Regions from separate parts of the Arachis hypogaea genome. Here region 1 is linked to region 2. A link is a contact called in public Hi-C data. All regions are on one chromosome and are shown on one strand. Each heading gives the region's core, a stretch centred on a gene start, on an enhancer-like site or on the middle of the called end of the contact. The rest is flanking DNA. Distances are from core to core; before and after follow the strand shown.

Evidence for each region. A called contact is a pair of places that touch in the nucleus more often than the background predicts.
Region 1: a Hi-C map of leaf shows a contact between it and region 2, with 2.3 times the contacts expected there. The contact joins the promoter of LOC112715186 here to the promoter of LOC112717331 in region 2. A contact is called at or near these places in 2 of 8 Hi-C or Micro-C datasets (both in leaf).

What each region holds. Positions count from the first base shown.
Region 1 is chr10:12,552,258-12,558,654 of arahy.Tifrunner.gnm2.J5K5, reverse strand. It overlaps LOC112715186 (inactive TPR repeat-containing thioredoxin TTL3), which reads right to left and starts at 1,576. Exons shown (of 5, transcript XM_025766954.3): 1 at 1-1,576. The coding sequence starts at 900.
Region 2 is chr10:12,383,188-12,389,844 of arahy.Tifrunner.gnm2.J5K5, reverse strand. It overlaps LOC112717331, which reads right to left and starts at 4,654. Exons shown (of 2, transcript XM_025769396.1): 1 at 4,132-4,654; 2 at 3,324-4,003. The coding sequence starts at 4,654. The coding sequence ends at 3,324.

The DNA of each region.
Region 1 (6,397 bases), core at 327-2,826, 170 kb before region 2:
TCCCAATCGTTGATGAGCTCTTTGGTAATGCTGATCAATCCGAATGGCTTCTCTACATTCAAACACAGCCTCCAAAAGCCTTCCAAGAGCTGTTAATGCTGCACTTTTATTGCTTCTATAAGCAGCCTTATTAGGATCAATTGCAATTGCTGCATCATACAGAGCCAATGCCTCAGCAAAGTTCCCATTCTTATAATCCTCATTCCCCATTATCTTCAACTGTTCAGGGTCCATTCTAGTAGACACAGCCCTACAAAGTGAACCTGATTCTTCTTTACTATTCCTAGTAACCTTTTTATTCCTATTATTGTTACTACCACCACCATTTTCCACTTTATCCATTGGAATGTTTGAACTAGGATAATTTGTTCCTCCTCCTCCTTGTCCAAGGTTACCTAAGTTACCATATATCATCACATTGCTAGAAGCTCGAACAAGCTTGTTGCTTCCCTTCGGCTTCTGGTAATCGTTTAACATGCTATCAAGCTCACCGGATATTCCAACGGCATCTTTTGGAACCTTTCTTCCTTGATTGACATATCCTTGTACAGGTGACACCTTTGACGACCTAGATGACGAACACACTGCCATTGATGCTGCTGCTGCCTCATCATGTTGTTGTTGTTTCCTTTGGTGGTTTTGGTTTACACTTACAACTACATGCTTTTGCCTTTGGGGAGTGTTGGAATTGCTTGATGCAGAAGAAGCAGATCTTCGGGCATCATCAGAGACATCACTCCGGGGCCGTTTTGAATCTTTGGCTTTTGATGGTTGCTTCCCATGATTATGAGCATCGTCATTACCAGAATATCTTTCAGTTTTGCTCCTAGATGAGCCGCGCCTGCGAAGCAATGATGATAGCAAACCACAACCTCTGCTTTCTGGTGAAGTGTCTCTCATTTTGTTTTTCCCTCTCTAATTTTCCTTGAATGTGTTCTAAGACTTATGTTTTTCTATACAGATTTGGCTATTGAGGATAATAATGGATGATCATTAGTGTTTTTAACAAGAGTAATGAAAATTCTATGTTATGTGAACTTGTCTTGATAAATCTAGTGAAATGGGAAACATTTCAAATTGAGACATTACAACAAACACTTGGAATGCAAAAGTAATCCAGAGATCGAAATGAACCCTTATGGCTAAGGATTATAAGCCCAATAATATTTCCAGCAGATAATTCTAATTTCTAAAGAACCTCCTCCTGGAAAGGCTGCAAGGGAATGATTTTTTTTTTTAATAAATTCTCTAATCTAAAAAAAATGGATAAAAAGAACCAAATGGCATGATCTCCAAAAGGAAAACTTATGGGGAAAAGGGAAGAAAAGAACGACGAAACGAAAATCTGTTATTTTATTGATGTATATACATTGCTCTAGCTGGCTTTCAATTTCCTTCTCAATATTTTTGTTTTTTCAGGTTAGTTTCATCGGAACAAGAAAAGCATTAGACCCGGTCTTGGTTACAACTCACAAGAAGGATGTCGAAAATTATGGGAAATGATTAGGTTTGTTATCTGTTTTGTTTCCTTGTAAGTTGTAACCTCAATGGCTGTAACATGCCAAAATCATAAGCACAGTAGTTACATATTATAGGATTATTTTATATGGACACTAAAACTCAATTATTAATGATTAATTGGTCACCATATAAAAATAAAAAAATACTAGTCATTAAAATTAATTTATATAATTGTGTATAAATATATAAGTAATTTAACTTATATTTTTAGCCAATGAGTAATAGCTCAAATGGCATAATCTTCTTATATTCAATTAAAAGGTTACGGGTTCGAATTTCTTATTTTTTATAAAAAAAATTTAACTTATTTTTAATATATGGATATTTATATTCTAATATGTATTTTATATTTATAGTTAATTTTAATATATGTCTAATATAATTTTTTATTATTTTGATATTACCATAGTTGATTATTTTATTGTGTAATATTTGATTATTTTGGCTACTAATTTCTTGTTAAAAAAATGTATGAAATAAGATTCCAATTTAGATTAATTGATGAATTTATGATTATAATTTATAAATGTAGATATGGACTAAATTAGGGTATGAAGATGAAAAAATTAGTCTCCATGGGGATAATAGTTGTGCCAGATAATTACTCTAATAGGTAATTTACTGCTAGAAAAGGACATAAATTAAGGATGTCAACAGGGCGGGGGGCGGGGGCGGGGATGCCTCCCTGCTCCCCATCTCGCCTCCAGATTTGCTTCTGCCCCAGTTTTCGTTTCTCGTCGTAGGGAAATATTGTTCTCCATCCTCATTTTTCACAGAGCCCCATGATCCACGGGGATCCCATTTCCCATCTATCTGATCATTCTAACTAATTATTAATTTTCATATAAATAGAGTTGCAAGTATCCATCTTATACAAAAACAAGATTTTATACAAAAAATCTAAACAACAAGATGGTGACTTCTTTCGAAATGACGCATTGGGGGAACGCAATGGCGAGCCAGAGGACAGAACAGTGGACAAGGTGGGAGACGGGAGAACAGAGAGGAGAATGGACATGACAGCAGAGTTACGAAAATGAACACCGCAAATAGAGAGCACGATGCGTTGAGGTGTGATGATGCAGTGAAAAGGGAGCGTGGCTGCAGAGAGGTTGGATGGAGTATGGACAGCGTTAGGGATCTTTGAATTGAAGAAGGGTTATCCAAATGAGAATTAGGATAATTCAACTATTAAGGGTAATTCAATAAATTTATGAATTTCGGAGATTAGCGGAGACGGGACGGGGATCCCCGCTTGAATTTTCGCGCCTGCCTTGGAGGAATTTTGTCTCCCGTCCCCATCCCCACAAATAAAATTCTCCACAGTCAGATCCCCATTCAGAATAGTCTCTGTAGAGATTTCCACATCTCGGAGAGTTTTGCTATCCATAACGTAGACACTGCTATAATATCTGTGATATGAATTCAATTTCAGTAATCTTAATAGTGTAATTAAAATTTTAATAAAGACTATTTTAATATACATGTCTACTCTTAAAATGCATACTATAGTATTTATACTATGGTTACTATAGTCGTTACAGCATTTTAAAAATTTTGATAAAATCTAAAGAATATTTTTTATTATATAACAATATTTCTTAATTTAAAAAAATTATTATTAAAATATAAAAAATATTATTTTAATTTTAATAAAAAATAAAATAGCATTTGAAAGATTATATTTTTAAGAGATATTGCTTAAAAGAATGAAATTGGTCTATGATATTTAAAAGATGACAACTGATTAACAAAATATTTTGATGGTGAATTTAAGTCTACATTTTATAATGGAAATACTTATATAATTGTTAGTCAAAAATAAATAAATTCGAAGGAAAAGATTGTTTGAATTGATAAGTAAGTTTTCGAAAGAGAAGTTTGTATCGAAGGAGGTCTATTTAGGGACATTAAGTAAGAGTTTGATTAGCTCAACAAATCGAGGAGTTACTCGAGTAAAGAAGATCGAAGATTATTGAAATCGAAGGTTATTCTGTAACTGTTATGTGATCAGGCAAAAGAGTTGGAACAGTTATCCATGTTTTCGCACACGTGGGAGTTTCATTTCAAAATTGATCAGTTAAGGAAATGCTTATAAATAATAGAAGACTCAAAGTCACAAGGGTTGGAACTTTGCTTCAGAAAACACTCAGACACACTCACATCCCTAGCAAATTTCTGAGTCTGCATTCGAGTTTCTTTTTTGTAGGGTTCCTTCCATGTTTTTTTATCTTTTCATGTTCAATTTATCTTTCGAGCAACTTTAATTTTCTTGTCAGATTTACCTTCCAGCATTTTTAATTTCCATGTCAAAATTCCTTTGATTCAGTCGAAGGTATTTTATATCTTTGTTTAAATTTAATGCAAACCATTTCGATTTCAGTCTATTTTACTTACAAAATTTTTATTTAACACCTTTTTCAGTCTTTCCTTTTAAATCTTGTCTGATTCGAGGATCATTGATACACTTCTAAAAAACTGGTACTCGCAAAAAAGAGGAGTAGGTTTTGCTCCCAGACCATTAGAATCGAACCACCATTGATTTGCTAAAAATTGACAAAACAAATTGGCACACCCGATGGGATAGTTTTAAATTGAAGTGTGTCAAATGATTTTGGTGTTACTTGGTGTATGCAATTAAGAAGTTGAAGAATTGTTCACATAGCTGATGAAATATCGAATGTGAATGGTGGTTCATCCACTAATGACAATGCACCAATAACTGTACAACCTTCAGACGTTACTTCACATTCTGAAGGGGTGGTTATCAGTGAAAGTGTCGCAGTTACAAATGTGCAGGCTGGAAATAACGAACGTAATACTCGTCCACGTGGTAATCCACCACCAATTCAGCCTTAAGTAACTGCTGGTTGGCCTCTTTATGGCCTTCCTTCTGGTTTTACTCTATCGGTGAGTGGTTTTATTCCTCCGATCCGATTTGGGGGTGTAAATGGAGTAAATAATGCTCAAAATTCACAACAACGATTCGAGTTTTCTAGAGATTATAATGTGGGCTCTACATCAAATGCTTCTAATTCAATAGCAACATTTTGACAACATGTAGAAGAAAGTCATCATGATTTGTTTAATTTATTGACCCAGCAAATAACCACAATTCTGAGTCTTATTATGGCTGATCACGAATCGAAATTCGATCACCTTGCAAGGCAAGTTGAGCGAATTGCTTGAATCGTTGATTATGATGAAGGAGAAAGGCAAAATGCCACAGGAAATAGTGAGGGTTTCAAAACCTATTTCAAAATGAGAATGACGTTTTTAGAAACAGAGAAAATCCTCAGGTAATTTCTCATGGTCAAAATGCAGATGATGTTCTGGCTCGATTACGCACTAATCAAGTCGGTGAACATTATCAAGTTACTAGAATTGATGAAAATGTTCTAAATAGGGTTGGAATCAATATAGGGTTCATGAATTGACCCCACTTTTTGTCAGTTTTTCCTCATCATGTTCAAATGGCTGAAGTGCCAAGAGGAGTGAAAAATCCTAAAATAATTACAAAGTTTGCAGGAAAAGTTGGAGAATCGACTACTAAATATGTTGCTCGATATTTGGTCGAGATTGGAAATTTAGCTAATGATGAAAGTTTGAAAATGAAAGTTTTTTCCTTCTTTGTTAACGAAGAATGTATTTACTTAGTTTTCGAATCTTAGACCGAATTCGATAACAACATGGGCTTAGTTAGAAAATGCCTTTCATGCCCAATTTTATCAAGGAGAATTGAATGTGGCAGTTACTGACTTAGTAGCTTTGAAACGAGAAGATGGTGAGACCATTGACGACTATATGATTTGTTTCAAAAACGCTAGAAGTCGTTGTTATGTATCACTACCTGAAAGTGAAGTAGTAAAGATAGCAGTTATGGGATTAGAATTTTATATGCGTCAGAAGTTACTCAATATGCATACTCTTGATTTAGCCCATTTGGCTGAAAGGGTGCGCCAGGTAGAAATTTTGAAGAAAGAAAAGAGAAGTATAAGAGCGAAAGGAGGTTGAAGAGTAAAACTTTTTCTCGAAAGGAAAAAGTTGCTTACGTGGCCATAGAATCCTCTGAGGAGGAGTCCGATTTAGAGGCGGATGTTGATTTGGCCGAACTTAAGAAAGGTCTTCCTTATGTGTGTTCTTTACTTAAGAAACTCCTTAGCAATGAGAAGTCAAATGATTCAAAACTGAAAAGTGGAAAGAGATACCGTTTTGATATTTCAAAATCTGATCAGATTTTTGATGTGTTGCTTAAAGATAAATAGTTAATTTTACTAGAAGGCAGAACTTTGCTTTCGGTGAAAGATTTAAAAGGTAAACCCTAGTATAAGTTTCACCAAGTAACTAGTCATTCGACTAACAATTGTGTTCGTTTCAGGAATTTAATATAAGAAGCCATCATGAAAGGACGATTGAAGTTTGATGATGGTAAAAAAGAGATGAAAGTTTATTCTGATCCTTTCGATTCTAAGGCCAGTTTTGCTGAGCCATATTTAGGTGTGAATATGGTTAGAATATCTTATGACTTTGACATGGCTCTGGAAAACTTTGAGTCAGATGTATGATCTGTATACCCTGGAGCAGATAATGGGTTGTTGGATTTTCTGGAACAACAGAAGATAAAAGATCGGGACGTATCTCTATGCCCTCAATGCAATGCAGTTTTCAATGCTGAAGCTGTAGCAATTTTTGAGAAGGAAATGATGAAGAAGGAGTTGGATCACAAGGAAGAACATGCCCGTCAGAAATAACCTATTCGACGAATAGAAGGGCAAAGTTCTGGTGGTCCTCAGAAAAACAATACTGCATCTATGAGTCGTTCTCAGGTTTTAGGTGTATAATAGATTCAAAATTGTCATGAATCCCAGAATAGAGA
Region 2 (6,657 bases), core at 3,405-5,904:
GGTGATCAGTCTCGGGGCCGCATATTATCGTCGCGTTGTGTGGAGTTCATTTGCGCAATGGGTTGTCCAAGAAAAGTAAACAAACAAAAGTTTGACAAGTATATTTTAGTCGGTAATTGCACAAAATGTCTATAAGCCAAAGCAAAAAGTATAATTTCATGGATTGGCTACTTAGCTCATTTGGTCGGTAGGTCGTTACGCGTGCTAGGAGTAGAACCTTCTCAAGTTACTCGCGTTCCACGTTCTTTGGATCTCTTTACCATTGAGCCTTTCCAACTTGAAAGCGCCTTTGCCAATCACCTCTTTAACTCTGTAGGGGCCTTCCCAGTTTGCCGTCAGTTTGCCCTCTCCCGGGGTCGGTAAGCCGATGTCATTGCGCCTTAAGATGAGGTCGTTTGGTTCAAACTCTCTTCTGAGTACTTTGGTGTTATAGCGCAGGGCCATTCTTTGCTTCAGCGCTGTTTTCGTCAGGTGGGCCATCTCTCTGACTTCGTCTATTAGGTCCTTCTCCCACAGCTTCCCCCACTCCCTTCAAAAGTAGTCGTGGGCTCGATTCCCCGATTTCCACGGGTATTACCGCATCTAGCCCATATGTTAGTCGAAAGGGAGTTTCTCCGGTAGATGACTATTCGGTTGTACGGTACGACCAAAGGACCGAGGCAAGCTCGTCGGCCCAAGCACCTTTTTTATCATCCAGCCACTTCTTAAGTCCCAACAGGATGATCTTGTTTGCGGACTCAACCTGTCCATTTGTTTGGGGGTGTTCAACTGAGGAGAACTCCTGCCTTATACCCAGGCCTGTCAAGAACTCCGTGAACTTCTTGTTGGTAAAATGTGTCCTGTTGCCGAGATAACGATCTCCGGGATGCCGAACCGTGTTATCACTTGTCTCCACATGAACTTCCTGCAATTGGATGAGGATATGCTGGCCAGAGGCTTGGCCTCTATCCATTTGGTGTAGTAGTCAATGGCGGCTATGAGGTACTTGACTTGTCCCGAACCAACCGGGAAGGGCCCCAAGAGGTTGACTCCCCATTGTGAGAATGGCCGGGAAGACGTTAACAAGCTTAGCTCGGAGGCCGGTGCCTTGTGAAAATTGGCGTTCTCTTGACACTTGACGCACTTTCTAACAAATTCTTTAGAGTCTGCCATCATTGATGGCCAATAGTATCCAGCTCGGATTAATTTTCTTGCTAGGGCTTTGCCCCCTATGTGATGGCCGCAACATCCTTCATGGACTCCCCTGAGGACGTAGTCCGTTTGGTCGGGGTGTAGGCATTTCAATAGGGGCTGGTTGAGTCCTTTTCTGAACAACTGACCCTGGATGATCGCGTACTTGGCTGCTTCCCTTCTCAGTTTCTTAGCATCTTTTTCGTCGTCAGGGAGTTTGCCATTTTCTAATAAGCTGGTGATGGGGTCCAACCATGAGGGGCTTAGCCTTGACAGGTGCAGAGTGACTGCCGGCTCCCTCATCATACCTTGGATGAGAGATCGGTTACCTTCTCCCGGTTTTGTGCTAGCCAGTTTTGATAGGAGATTTGCCCGTGTGTTCCTGTCTCTTGGAACGTGGTGGATCGTGACCTCCTCAAACCTCTGGCTCAAATCCTTGACTTTCTCCAAGTACTTTTGTAATAGTGCGTCTCTGGCTTGGTAGCTCCCGTTTACTTGGGAGGTGACGACTTGTGAATCGCTGCATATTTTCAACCTTGTCGCTCCAACTTCCGTTGCTAGGGCTAAGCCCCCTATGAGGGCTTCGTATTCTGCTTGGTTGTTCGAGACGGGGAATTCGAACTTGATCGACTGTTCGTATACGACCCCGGCTGGGCTTTCCAGGATGATCCTGGCGCCCCCGGACGTCTGATTGGAGGCTCCGTCCACGTGGAGCTTCCATCGTGTGCCCGTCTCTTCGGTTGGATCTCCCGTCACTTCTACCAGGAAGTCAGCCATCACTTGCGCCTTGATTGCTTGCCGGGGTTCGTATCGTATGTCATATTGGGAAAGTTCAATGGACCAAGTTATCATCCTTCTCGCCAAATCGGGTTTTTGGAGTACTTGTCGGATTCCTTGGTCCGTCCTTACGACAACCTGGTGACCTTGGAAGTATTGTTTTAACCTCTGCGAAGAGGTCAAGAGTGCCAGAACTAGCTTTTCCAGTTTGTTGTACCTTAGTTCTGCCCCTTGTAGGGCTCTGCTCACGAAATAGACTGGCTGTTGAGCCCTTCCTTCTTCTCGTACCAAAACCGCAGCCAGGGCTTCTCCTGTTATGGCAAGGTATAGGTATAATGGCTCCCCGGCCTTCGGCTTCCCGAGCACAGGGGGTGTCACCAGGATTTCCTTGAAGTGTCTAAAAGCTTCCTCGCATGCGGGCGTCCATTCGAATGCTATCCCTTTCCTCATGAGGTTAAAGAAGGGTAGGGCTTTTGTTGCCGAAGCTCCGAGAAAACGGGATAACGAGGTGAGTCGTCCTGCCAATCTCGCAAAATATTTTGTTCATCAGCCTTTGGTATCTTGTCCTCGTCGGGTCGGTGCATCGGTATCTGATTGTAGCCGGAGTAGGCGTCCATGAAGCTCAGATACCGGTAGCCCGCCACCGCGTCGACGAGTGCATCTATGTTGGGGAGGGAGAAACAATCTTTAGGGCATGCCTTATTGAGGTCGGAGTAGTCTACACACATTCTCTGTTTGCCGCTGTGCTTTTTTACCAGAACTACATTCGAAAGCCAAGTCGAGTAGTCTAGTTCCCGTATAAAAGCTGCTTCTAGGAGGCTGGCCGTCTGCCTGGCCACCTCCTCCGCCCTCTCCCGCGACATCTTTCTCCTCCTCTGGGCTACCGGGCGGGCTTCCGATTTGATGGCTAGGTGGTGTGACGTGACTTTGGGGTCTATGCCCGGCATGTCAGCCGGTGTCCAGGCGAACAAATCCCCATTGGCCCTGATCATTTCTACCAGAGGCTCTTTCAATTCATGTGGAAGGTTTCTATTGACAACCGTGAACTTTTTCTCCGTGTCACCGACCTTGAACTTTTCCAGGTCCCCCTCTGGTTTTGGTCTGGGCTTGTCGTCAACCCTGGCGTCTAGGTTAGCCAGGAACACTCCCGACTCCTCTTTAGATTTCTTCCTTAGGGAGAGGCTGGCGTTGTCGCAAGCGACCGCCGTTCCTAGATCTCCCCTTATGGACCCTATAGATCCGTCGTCGGTGACAAACTTCATGACTAGTAGCTTTGTGTTGATTATCGCTTCAACATCGTTAATCGTCTTCCTCCCCAAGATGATGTTGTAGGCCGTGGAATCTTGGAGAACCACGAACTCAGCCATTGCCGATTTTCAGCCTTGGGCCTGTCCCACAGAAATCGGTAGGGATATCACTCCATCTGGCTTGATGAAGTGGTCTCCTAACCCGATGATCCCATGCTGGTGAGTCGATAGGTCGGCGTCCCTTAACCCTAGTGCGTCGAACACGTTGCGGAACATAATGTTCGAGTCTGCCCCCGTGTCGACAAGGATTCTTTTGACGAGGCCGGTTCTCACTCTGGCCGTGATGACCATGGGTGGATTTTCAAGGGCCTCGTCGAACCATTGATCTTCCGGGCCGAAGGAGATAGATGGGGGCTTCTTAGAGCTTCGCACCAGCGAGGAGGAGACCGCCAGGACCTTGGCGTCTTTCTTGTGCGCCGATCTCGACCTTGGCGCGGTATTTTTGGCAGTTACTACGTTTATCACAGTGAGACCGTGGTCTTTGTCTTCTGGCTCTTGTCGCCGCTTTGCCGACCGGGTCTTGCCTTCCTCGTCTTGGTCGCGATGTCGCCTCCTCGGCTCCCTTATAAGATGGGAGAATTCTATTAGTTTACCATCCCTTATCGCTTGCTCTAGTGCATCCTTCAAGTCAAAGCAGTCTTGTGTTTGGTGCCTATAGCCCTTGTGGTAGTCACAGTAGAGGCTCTTGTTTCCCCCCGTACGTTCCTTAAGTGGTCGGGGTTTTGACAAGATTCCTTTCTGGCTATTTGCTGATAAACTTTCATGATGGGAAGAGCGAATGGAGTGTAGTTGGTGAATTTTTTGATCCGGGGAAATGGTCTGGATGCCTTGCTCGGCCCTCCCTCCCTGGCTTGCTCTTTCTGTCTTTCTCCATTACCTTGTTGCCTAGGTTGATTGTAGCCGGAGTGTCGTTTATTGGCAGCCATGACCTGGCTGACTTCCTTGTCATTTATGTATTCCTTAGCTACCGTTTGGATCTCGTGCATCGTCCAAACCGGTTTCGTGGTGAGGTGTTTTCGGAAGTCCTCGTTGAGGAGGCCGTTCGTCAGACAGAAGCTGGCCACCGAGTCGGTTAGGCCGTCAATTTCTAAGCATTCGCCGTTGAACCGGTCCAGGTATTTTCTGGTCGGCTCCCCGGACCTTTGGGTTATCCCGAGCAGGTTGATCGGGTGCTTTGTCTTTGCTATTCGTGTTGTGAATTGAGCTAAGAAGGCACGGCAGATGTCCGAAAACCCATAGATGGATCCCTGCGGGAGGCCGTTAAACCATCGGATCGCAGGTCCTGCCAGGGTGACCAGGAAGGCCCGGCACCTCACCTCGTCTCCTACTCCCTCCAGATTCATTCTAGCCTCGAAGGCCGTGAGGTGTTCCAGAGGGTCTTGGGTTCCATCGTACCTCATGTCTGTTGGTTTGTCGAAGTGCTTCGGCAACCGGACCTCGAGGACGGATCAATGGAACGGGGTGGCGCCCATTATCACGGGTCGCCGTGTCCTCACAGGCCTCCCTTCTCCATCTTCACGATCTCGCCCCCGGGAGTAGATGATTGTGTCGTTTCGTCTTCTCGGGATAGGCGAATCTTCTCGGGTGCTTTTCGCTTCCGTTCTGGAAGCGGAGGCGTGTCGGGGGCGACTTCGGTGGGAATCTCTCTCTCGGCTTTCAGGAGACGGGGAGTAGCTAGGATCGGTGGTTCGTCGATCATGTTCCTGATCGGCTAGTTGTCGTTCCAGGTTCTGGACCCTATGGCGTAGCTTTTGCATTATTCTGGCGCTGTCACCGCCAGTTCCTCCGAAGGGTCGCATTCCTGTGCGTGGTTCAGTGTGTTGTCGGGGGGGACCTTCGTTGCCCTCTCGGTGAGGCGACAGAGGCTGCCCCTTCTGCGCCGGCTGCTCGGCCTTGGTCTCCAATGCCCGGCACGACGTCCATTTAGGCGTCCCCACAGACGGCGCCAATGTTCGGTTGAACGGTTTCCGGACGGTTCGGGTGGAGATTTGAGGAGGCGGGAACGCTTCGTTTGCGATTGTGCTGGGATCGGATCTGCCGGGTAGCCGAGCTCTTGTTATGGAAAGAGGGGGTGTCACATGCAAAGACACTCCGACGCCCTAGTCAGTTAGTGTGCAGGTGAGAAATAGGTTAAGTGAAATGTGTGACGTACCTTGAGGGAGGGGTAGGATCCTCCCCTTATATACTATGTCAGATGTGGGTCCCACGAGGGCAGAACCCACCTTCCTCGAAGTTTCCTTGTACAGCTGTGACGGCCAGCTGTCCTGGACGCGTGCTTGGGCCGGATATGAGTGTATCATTCGACCGTTCAGGTCGGGTGGTCAATGGGTCGGGTCGGCCCAAGTTCTCTTTAGGCCAGGCCGTAACAATTATATATATTTTTTATAATTCAGATCAACAGTTAAAATAATTAGTGTATTAGTATTTTTAATGTACTTAAAATATTTTCTATAATTTTTATTAGATAGGATATAATATCTGTATTTTTTAGTATTGGATCAAATATATTTGTAGAATAGAAACTTATTTAAAAATATATTTTTATATAAAAATTTTAATAAAACTTTTTTCGTATTTTAAAATTTATTTGTTCCTAAACCAGCAACACTAATACACATATCCTTCTTCACCACTAAGAAGTTATGTTTTTTAATATTATATATATAAATTATAATATATATAAATATCTTTCATCAAATAATTTATTTTTATTTAATTTATTTTAATTTTAATTATAAATTTATTTATTTTTAAATTAATTATATTTTTATTTAATAATAAAAATAAATTTATTTATTTTTTTATAATTATATAATATTTATTAATATTATTTTTTAATAAATATTTGTAGTATATAATAGTATAAAATTTAAAAATAACAATTATCTTAATATAAAAACAAAATAAAAATATTTTTAATAGAGTAAAATTAACAAAATATTTATTGTTTATATTTTAATTATTTTAGAATAATTAGATATTCCTAAAATATTAATAAAAATATATATTTTAAATTTTAATTTTAAAATTTTGATTATTTTTTATTTTTTATTTATATAAAACAAGTCAATCAGTAACCCACCGATTAAATTAATAACTTAGTTATTGGTAACCTAATTGATTTAATTACCAGTTCAGTTTTAACGACTATAATACAAATAATCAAAGTAGAAAAAAGAAATTTACTTTTTTCTCGAAGTCGAATCAGGCTCGAGTCATGGAATCCAAGCTTAGATCCATTCGAGTACAACGACCTATTCGGCTAAATATTCTAGTCATGTAAATGGGTTTACGGAGGAACAATTTTTAACATTTGAAATATCTAACTAATTCATATGGTATATCTCTTTCTTCCCACTTTAAAGGTCTCAAGTTCAAATTTTATTCATTATAATTGAGAAGA